Linked DNA regions of Rattus norvegicus: region 1 is linked to region 2. A link is a contact called in public Hi-C data. All regions are on one chromosome and are shown on one strand. Each heading gives the region's core, a stretch centred on a gene start, on an enhancer-like site or on the middle of the called end of the contact. The rest is flanking DNA. Distances are from core to core; before and after follow the strand shown.

The links. Hi-C and Micro-C count contacts between places; a contact is called where the count stands out from the background.
Region 1: a Hi-C map of liver shows a contact between it and region 2, with 7 times the contacts expected there. The contact joins two enhancer-like sites. A contact is called at or near these places in 2 of 12 Hi-C or Micro-C datasets (hepatocytes and liver).

What each region holds. Positions count from the first base shown.
Region 1 is chr2:104,426,913-104,431,368 of GRCr8, reverse strand. Hps3 (HPS3, biogenesis of lysosomal organelles complex 2 subunit 1) reads left to right here. Exons shown (of 17, transcript NM_001107664.1): 11 at 687-920; 12 at 1,910-2,095; 13 at 2,478-2,666; 14 at 4,178-4,285. It overlaps Cp (ceruloplasmin), which reads right to left. Exons shown (of 20, transcript NM_001270961.1): 20 at 4,250-4,456. Among named protein-coding and RNA genes, the nearest start is that of Hps3, 26 kb to the left of the region's middle. Within about 2 kb of position 2,403, at least 3 of the 93 cell types and tissues checked have an H3K27ac peak or open chromatin away from gene starts, as enhancers often do. A contact at or near this core is called in liver, where this site is marked.
Region 2 is chr2:103,946,440-103,950,877 of GRCr8, reverse strand. All of the region lies in intron 2 of Dnajc5b (DnaJ heat shock protein family (Hsp40) member C5 beta), which reads right to left. Among named protein-coding and RNA genes, the nearest start is that of Trnar-acg1, 55 kb to the left of the region's middle. Within about 2 kb of position 1,752, at least 9 of the 93 cell types and tissues checked have an H3K27ac peak or open chromatin away from gene starts, as enhancers often do. A contact at or near this core is called in liver, where this site is marked.

The sequences.
Region 1 (4,456 bases), core at 1,154-3,653, 480 kb before region 2:
CATTTAGAATTTAAGTTCCAAAATTTTCTTCTTTTTCTTTTTTCTTCAAAAAGTAGAATGTTCTTTACTTCTTTAATGGTCTTAGAATTATAACTTGGAAAAGTATTTAGGCAGGACCTTTTCGTGTTTCCTCAGTATTCAGCCTGGATGCTGTTGTGGTTGAGGGACCTGCCCAGTCACAGTGAGATCTATTCTCAAGTGAAGGACAGAATCTTGTCCTCCGCCTTTTTCCACAACTCCATCTGTCCCATTTTCAAGGGTTCAAACTTTATTTAAGGGCCAGTGACCTCTTAAAATACTATTAAAGATTATTTTTAGTCCCTTTTGTGTTTTAAGCACAGTTGGAAATTGAATACCATATACTTGAAGATTACAAGGGAAGTAAATTTTTTACCTGAATTCTATTATTGAGTATATTTGATATTTTCTCCAATATGATTAAAATTAGTAATGTTGGTCACAAATTGGTATATCTTTTTTATTTACTTATTGTATCTCTGCAGACAGATCATGTCAGATCATATCGGCTCATTTTTGGTCTTTCAAATATTTTCATAATCTCTGTGTTTCTCAATAATTACATTGTATTATTTATCTACTGATTTTTATACATCATTACTTTTGCTCCCCTGACTGTATTGTTTCCTATTGGCTAACTGTTTATTTTTTGTTCATGCTCATCAAAGGAATTAGCTGGAAAAGTGGCTCAGATATTTCATGTGGCTGAGCCGAAGCAACTGCCTCATGTTCTCTCCAGTCCGTCTATGAAGAATATTGATCCTTTAATTGCCTTGCATTACTTAAGGAAGCTGGACACCTGTGGGGCTTCACCAGTCTTAGTGACCTTGACCAAGGCTGCAGTGGCCTTGAAAATGGGAAATCTTGACATGTACAGGAATGAAATGAAAAGCCATTCAGAGGTATAGTACAATGCCTGGTGTTAACAGAAGCCTGAAAGAGAATTGGAGTAATTCTTGAGGCATTGGACTTTCTTCTGGCTTCTTTGCCCCTCATGGTTTCTTAGTAACAGATAACAGTATTAGCTGGAACTTGGAAATCTGTCAAATGGAAAAAAAGATTGATGAATATAAGTAGCAGTGGCTACTGAAAGATCTTTCATCATGGAAGGACCACATATATTTAGAATATTATGTGTGTACAGAATATAAAAGCTATGCTCAGAGCCAACAATGAGAGTAGGTATTCACTGAAAGCCCAACAGACTGGTGAGTTTCTTAAGTACAGAAAGGAGGATATTGGCTGTAAGCCACAGGAGTGTAGTAGGTACAAAAATTCCTATTCTAAGTTGCTTGTGTATTATTTTACTTAATTCTTGTTGAGTGCTGAGATCAGTGTTGCTTTAACTGTCACACATGAGATAGCTAAAATATCGTGTTAGTGATTGCACAGTTGGTCAGCATTGAGCAGGCAGGGGGACTTTAAAACCTAGGCATGTTCTTATTGTTGCCTGCTTGGCCAAATGCTCACGGTGTAACTGCTTTCTGAAATATGGAAGCATCATTATACTAGGAGGTGGCTGGCTCTGAGGACAAGTCGGCATCGGGAATCTGCTTTAAAGAGTTCTGAAAATCAGAGTTTCCTTTCTATAGCTTTGAAAAGACTTAGACTTAGGACATGTGTGTGTGTGTGTGTGTGTGTACATACATATATATATGTATGTATGTATTTTTAATCTAAAACTCTACAAAAATGGGACATCTCTAAGTTTAGTTATCTATCAATAATTTATACGAGAAAGATAATATTCTTCTTGGGAATAAGAGCTAGTTTCTGTGGCTAAAACCCAGAAATACAGTGTTAACTGGCCCCTAAATCATGAAGACCCCAGGATGAGATGAATGTAGATGTGATGTACTTTTCATTCCAACATTTATTTTTTAATCTGAAGATGCAGCTGGTGTATGGCTTCATTCTGGAACCTCGGCTGTTAATTCAACAGTGGAAAGGACAGATTGTTCCTACGGAACTTGCAATTGACTTGAAGGAAACTCAGCCTGGATTGCTTGTGGCTTCAGTCCTGGGCTTACAGAAGAATGGTAAAATTGGAATCGAAGAAGCAGATTCTTTCTTTAAGGTTCGTCCAATTGAAAATGTAATATTTCTAAGTGATCAGATAGAAACCAAAGGAGAGTAGGGAATAGACTGAAAAGAAGTTTCAGTCATTGAAAAGCAGGCTTCTGTATAATCAGTTTATAATGTAAGCATACAGATTAAAAGACTTTCTGCAGAAACTCCATGCATGCCACCTAGAGACTGTTTCTTATTAACAGAAAATGTGTAACTTTGCTCTTGCCGTGGCAGTCAAGCCAAAACTATGAACTGCATGACCACATGGCGATACTCTGCTCCCTGACCACATGGTGGAGCAGTGGCTCTGCTCTCTGACCACATGGTGGAGCAGTGGCTCTGCTCTCTGTCACTTGCTCTGCATTTATGCGGGATGCACTCCTTTCTAGGTGCTGTGTGGAAAGGATGAAGACATGGTTCCGCAGCTTTTGGTAGACTTCTGGGAAGCTCAGCTCGTAGCTTGTCTCCCAGATGTGGTTCTTGAGGAACTCTTTTTCAAGCTCATATCTCAGTACGTCTGGAGGTTATCTAAGAGGCATTGTCCTGATACCTTACCATTGAGAACAGCAGAGGATTTGGTAAGACAGTAAAATACGTTAAATGTATACATTGTGTGCTATAATAATCTGTTTTTGTTTTTTTTTTTGTTTTGTTTTGTTTTTTTTTGAGAGAGGGAGCTAGTGCAGTGCAGATGCACAGATGCAGATGCCCTATGTACAGAGTAAAGGTCACTCTCAGGTGTCACTCTTAGGGACTCTGTCCATTTATTGTGAAACAGGGTCTGTCCTTGGCATGTAGGATACTGGCTGGCCAGAGGCCTAGTTCTGCCTCCTCAACATTGAGATTGCAAACTTGTACCACAGCACCTGACATTTTCCAGGTTCTAGAACTCAAAGACAGGCTTTCATTCTTGTGAGGTAAAAACCCACTGAGGCTATCTTCCTAGCCCCTACCTTATTTTTAATGCTTAGGACATACCTATGACTGAAGTTAACTACATCTTGCATACTTTCCCGATCTAAAGAATACCAACTGGGGCTGCTGAGATTGCTTATCTGGTAAAGGCCCTCGCTGCCAAGTCCGATGACCCAAGTTTCATCCCTGGGACCCACAGTAGAAGGAGAAAACTGACTCCTGAAATTGTTATCTAACCTCTGCATGTGCGTACACACACACACACACACACACACACACACACACACACACACACATAAATAAATAAATAAAATGGTAAGACTACCACTGGGAAGTCAGGTGTCATAGTAAATGCCTTTAATCTTACCACTCAGAAGGCAGGGGCTGGTGGATCTCTGTGATTTCCAGGCCAGCCTGGTCTAAAAGGGGATTTTTCAGGCCAGCCAGGGCTACACATGAGACCCCACCTATCTCAATTTCCACACCCTCGAAATAAAGAATGCAGCCTTTAGTTATTAATGCTCCTTTATTACCACCCTACAGTGCTGTGGTGTATGAGGGGCTTTACCTAGAAGGGTTGCCTCCGAGTAGGTTTGAAAGGGCTGGGGCAAGGGGCTACTGCACTGTCCCGTTCCCTGTCAGGGCACACTTGGGCTTCAGATGTGTTGTAGGCAGCGAGGACAGCCTTTGACACCCATCCTGCTCTGTTTTCCTTTGAATCCTGTTGCTATGACTACTGAGGGTACTATCCAGTGCCTGGAAAGGTCAGCAGTGTAATTTCTTGGATAAAGGATACATCCTGGCAATCATCATGAGAACTTAAAAGGATATTTTGTCACCCCCAAAATGCTATAAATAAAAATTACTTCCACTATTTTCTTTTACTCTTTTTGAGTGTAATTATCCTAGGAGCAGTGCTATTCTTTTTTTTTCTAGAAAGCACTTCTGTAGAATTTTTTAAATTTCAAAATATTAGGAAATATTTATTGCAGACTATTTGATGTGGAACCAACGAGACTGCAACCTTTTCCAGGGAAATACTTTCTGCATAGCTTCCTTTTCTTAGGAGAGTATGTAGCTGAGTCTAAGATGTGGCAGAGGATTAATGAATAGATGAAGAAATTGTTTTGCTATTGTTATATTTGACTCGTGACACATTTCTGTAATGTTTCAGATAAACGCCTGCAGTCATTATGGCCTAGTATATCCATGGGTTCATGTCTTAATGACGTCTGATTCCTTAGCTGATAAAAATTACACAGAAGACCTTTTGAAACTACAGGTAAATAAAAATGCCTCTTTTACTTTTAAAATATGCAATATATTTCGATATCGTATACAATTTAAATATGGCGTGATAGCACATGTCTTGTTAATTTAGAATATAGCTTTTGAGGGGCAAAGTCTATAGTTGATCACATTTAGGAGCTTTGGAATCCTGGCTCCTGGATGG
Region 2 (4,438 bases), core at 503-3,002:
CATCAACCAAAGAGTACACATGGAGGGACTCATGGCTCCAGCTGCATATGTAGCAGAGGATGAACTTATCTGGCATCAATGGGAGGGGAGGACCTTGGTCCTGTGGAGGCTCCATGCCCCAGCATAGGAGAATGCTACGGTGGTGAGGCGGGAGCACCTCATAGAAGCAGGGCAGAGGGAATAGGGGGTTTGCAGAGGGGAAACCAGGAAGGGGGATAACATTTAAAATGTAAATAAATAAAATAACCAGTAAAATAAATTTAAAAAAAAAGAAAAGAAAAGAAAGCCCAGCCATGCACCTAAAGCCAAACTATTTCCAAAAACAGAAACAAAAACAAAAAAAAAAAAAAACCCAAAAAACAAAAACAAACAAAAATCCCTCTTTAAACAATAAAAAGCAAGGATCAATGAAAAAAAGGAAAAATCTAGACAGTGCAAAGTTTTAGGACTGAGGGGAAGAAGGTATTTCAGAAGAGCAGTCCCTCAAACCACTAACACAGAAAGGCTGTAAAAGCCATGGACTCGGAAAAGACGACAGAGTTAATGCCCTGGAAATCCTTCACACTGATCCCAACCATACACATGTGCTAAAGCACGCTCTGAAGTGGGGAAGTAATAATTAAAAAAGAAAAAGGAAAGGAAAGCAGAAAAACGGGAAATAGGAAAAGGAAAAGTAATAACCAAAATTAAGTGTCTATGGCTGTACGTTAGGATTACAGGCAATTCTTTGCTTTATTTTTGCTTGTATATAAATACTTCTTATATGTTTTTGTCAAAGCATCTTGAAACTCTGGTGATAAAATGTCTTTTTCTGAAACATCAGGAAATTCAGGTTTTGTTGCCTTAAATGACCCATTACTATATATGTAATGTTATGATTTATAATAAGGCTAGCTATATATTTTATATAGTTCAGAGAAGATAAAAGAAATGTTTTAAAATATATATATAGTGCTCTTCGTCTCGATCCCTCAAGCATGCTTCAAGCAGCTGGCCTTGTGGTGTACCCTTCCTGGAATCTCACAGCGCGGCCTTTCTCCCTGGTAGGTCTCCACATACCTGTGTTATCCAACCCAATGGAAGGACTATGACCTCTGCCCAGAAAGGAAAAATTCCCTGAAAAAATGGTTCTTGTAAACTTCGCCTTGTTTTCAGGCTTCAGAGGAACACTCATATATCCTACCCAGACTTACGGCAGAAGCCTGGCTTCCTGTCATTCGTTACCCTGTTGGATCTTTGACAGCTCACAAGGGCAGATGCACTCAGCCGTTTATCACACTCCCCTAACAATGGAGTTGGCTGATTTGGAGGGCTGGAACGCCTCCATCTGTAGCAAATCCAAGTCCTCGTTGTCAGCAGTGTTTTGACTCCTCCTGGCAGACACTCTTGGCTCTGAGTTTCCTTGGCACAGATGGCAAAGCAGTGGCAGCTGCCAAAATTACACAACTGCTCAAGCAGGTGAACTCAATGAACACCCCACCTGCTTGGGGGTTGTCTACAGAGCAAACAAGACATGAAAGGTTCTCTGGATGAGGAAGTGCTCAGACTCCATTTAAATAGAACAACCACCTGTTTGTGTTAAAGGTATTTCTTGCCATTTCTAATTTTACATGTAAAAGTGACGTGCTATTCAACTAGAATGTGCGAGTTCATCTCTAAACATCTCTCTGCTTTCCAAAAGTGGCTCATATGGGAGAAAACCAGGAGGTCATAGCCAACACTGTCAGATGAGACCAACCCCTCCTACCATCCGCCAGCCTCTGAGTCACCTGGGGCAGATTCTGACAGGCTCACCCAGTTGTCCCTTCATGCGTTGGGATATCAGAGGAGAACTTTTGGGATGTACTCAACCACACACTACCGTGGCATGGTTGTGTCTCTAGCTGCCTTCCTCCTGCTAAACACATTTCTGTCTCCTTTTAGTTATTATTTTATTTATTTATTCATTATTTATTATTATTCATTTATTTATTTTGATTTTTCAAGACAGGGTTTCTCTGTGGAGCACTGGCTGTCCTGGAACTCTTTGTAGACCATGCTGGCCTTGAACTTAAGAGATCTAACATCTGCCTACCTCTCCCTTCCTAGTGCTGTGATCAAAGACCCTGTACATTTCTGCCTCTGAACTCAGTTTTTAAGGTTGGTTACTATTGTGAAGATATCTCCATTTCTTCCTCTATTCAGCCATAAAACTTGTGTCCTCTCTGACTTCAGAGGAAATCTGTCTGCAGGGTGCTAAAACGAAGAAACAGCATTCACTGCTATCTCCTATGTTAGAGATCCCTATGGCAGAGCCAGTGCCAACTGGGCTTTTTGTTTCCTTTTGTTTTGTTTGGCATTTTTCATCGTAGTGGTTTTTTGTTTATTTTAAATATCCTTATATTTTGTTTACTTCATTTTTGAGAGAGAGAAAACATTGCATGGTGTGTGGGGGGGAAGGGATAGGACACAAAAAGGAAGTTGAGTGGGGAGGAATGAGGAGAGGATTGGGAGAGCAAACTGGGAGAAACCCAGACCCCATTTCAATAGAACCCGTTCTTTCATAAGCCTCTCATGGTGTGTGGAAAATTAACTAGAAAAATATAGCCACAGTCTGTAATAAAGACAGAAAAACCCGGATCACATTAGATCCCAGAAAACAGACCTTTTTCTAGAGAAGATTGCCTGCGGTGAGGAGGAGACCATGCCAGATAAGAAGGTGAGCCGCCATAGTCACAGCTTGCAGGATTAGAAACCTGCCAGCAGCATGGCCATGGAACATCTGGGGCTCCGTGTGACAGTGGGGAATCAAGGCCCCTGTGCCCTCATGGACTCGGGAGAGGCACAAGTGAAGATACAGAAAACGAGTACCGTAACATTTGGGGTGAGCGAGCACCTTGATGTGCCAGTCTGATTCTGTACATGCCTATATAAACCAGTCTCTATCTGTACATGTTTATGTTTTACATGTATACATATATCTCTATATATGTAATGCTATGATTTATAATACCGCTAGTTATATATTTTATATAGTTACATATAGAAAAACTTTTGGAAATAGTATATTTCTGCCTTTTATAACTTTTGTATGATGTAAGAAAAAATTCTGTATATGCTGTATGTGAATCTTTCATTTTTTTAATACATTTCCCTTTATTGCATTGTTATTTGCTGGTATCTACTGGGGAATACTATTGTTTATTTTAAAGTCTCTCCTCTGGATATTTAGAGTCCATTATATCCCATTGGTTAACTTAGTTATCCCTCTGCACCAGAAGAAGCAAATTCTTTCACATAGCTCTGTAAAGGTTTTGATCTAGAGTGGTGGAGTGGTGATAGGCAAGTCTGAGTTCCCAGCTCAGCGTATAGCACAGCGAACAAAAAGTTCTGGGCATAACTGTGACAGACACAGCTTGACAACTTATAGACACAGATGAACATAAGATGCCAAGACTTTCTGTGCAAATTCTCAATCTTGGTTTTCATCTTTTTAATCATATTTGAATTATCCGATAATTCTAACAACTCAAGTTCCCATTGTTCTATGACCTCACTTCTAACCCAGCTGTCTTGGCTTTCATGATCTCTGTGTGATTAATACTGTATTTTCAAACTTTCCCAGAAGCAATATGACATAACTTCAAATGGAGCGTTTTACTTGTGACTTTTAGATGTCTGGGGGACCATCTTAACACAATATAATGAGCCAAGATTTTCTTCATTAAAACAGGTAACTAAGAATATAGTGGTAACAGGTGAATGCTACTTCAATTACCCACTTCTAACAGTCTATGAAAGGACTTAAAGTTTAAGGCCCTTAAAATAATAGCATTTTATTTATTAACTTACAATATTATAGCCAGACCCAGATAGGTAGGAACAGTTTTTCTCAGTTCTATTTGCCTTTTCTGGGGACATTCACTTAAGTGCTCAGCTTCCCCTGCACATGATTTCCCCACATGACTATAAAGAATATGTTTCACAAAGAAACAACAAACAAAGAGAACATCAGACCAATTTCCCTTATGAATATCGACGCAAAAATACTCAACAAAATTCTGGCAAACCGAATCCAAGGGCACATCAAAACAATCATCCACCATGACCAAGTAGGCTTCATCCCAGGCATGCAGGGATGGTTTAATATACGGAAAACCATCAACGTGATCCATTATATAAACAAACTGAAAGAACAAAACCACATGATCATTTCATTAGACGCTGAGAAAGCATTTGACAAAATTCAACACCCCTTCATGATAAAAGTCCTGGAAAAAATAGGAATTCAAGGCCCATACCTGAACATAGTAAAAGCCATATACAGCAAACCAGTTGCTAACATTAAACTAAATGGAGAGAAACTTGAAGCAATCCCACTAAAATCAGGGACTAGACAAGGCTGCCCACTCTCTCCCTACTTATTCAATATAGTTCTTGAAGTTCTAGCCAGAGCAAT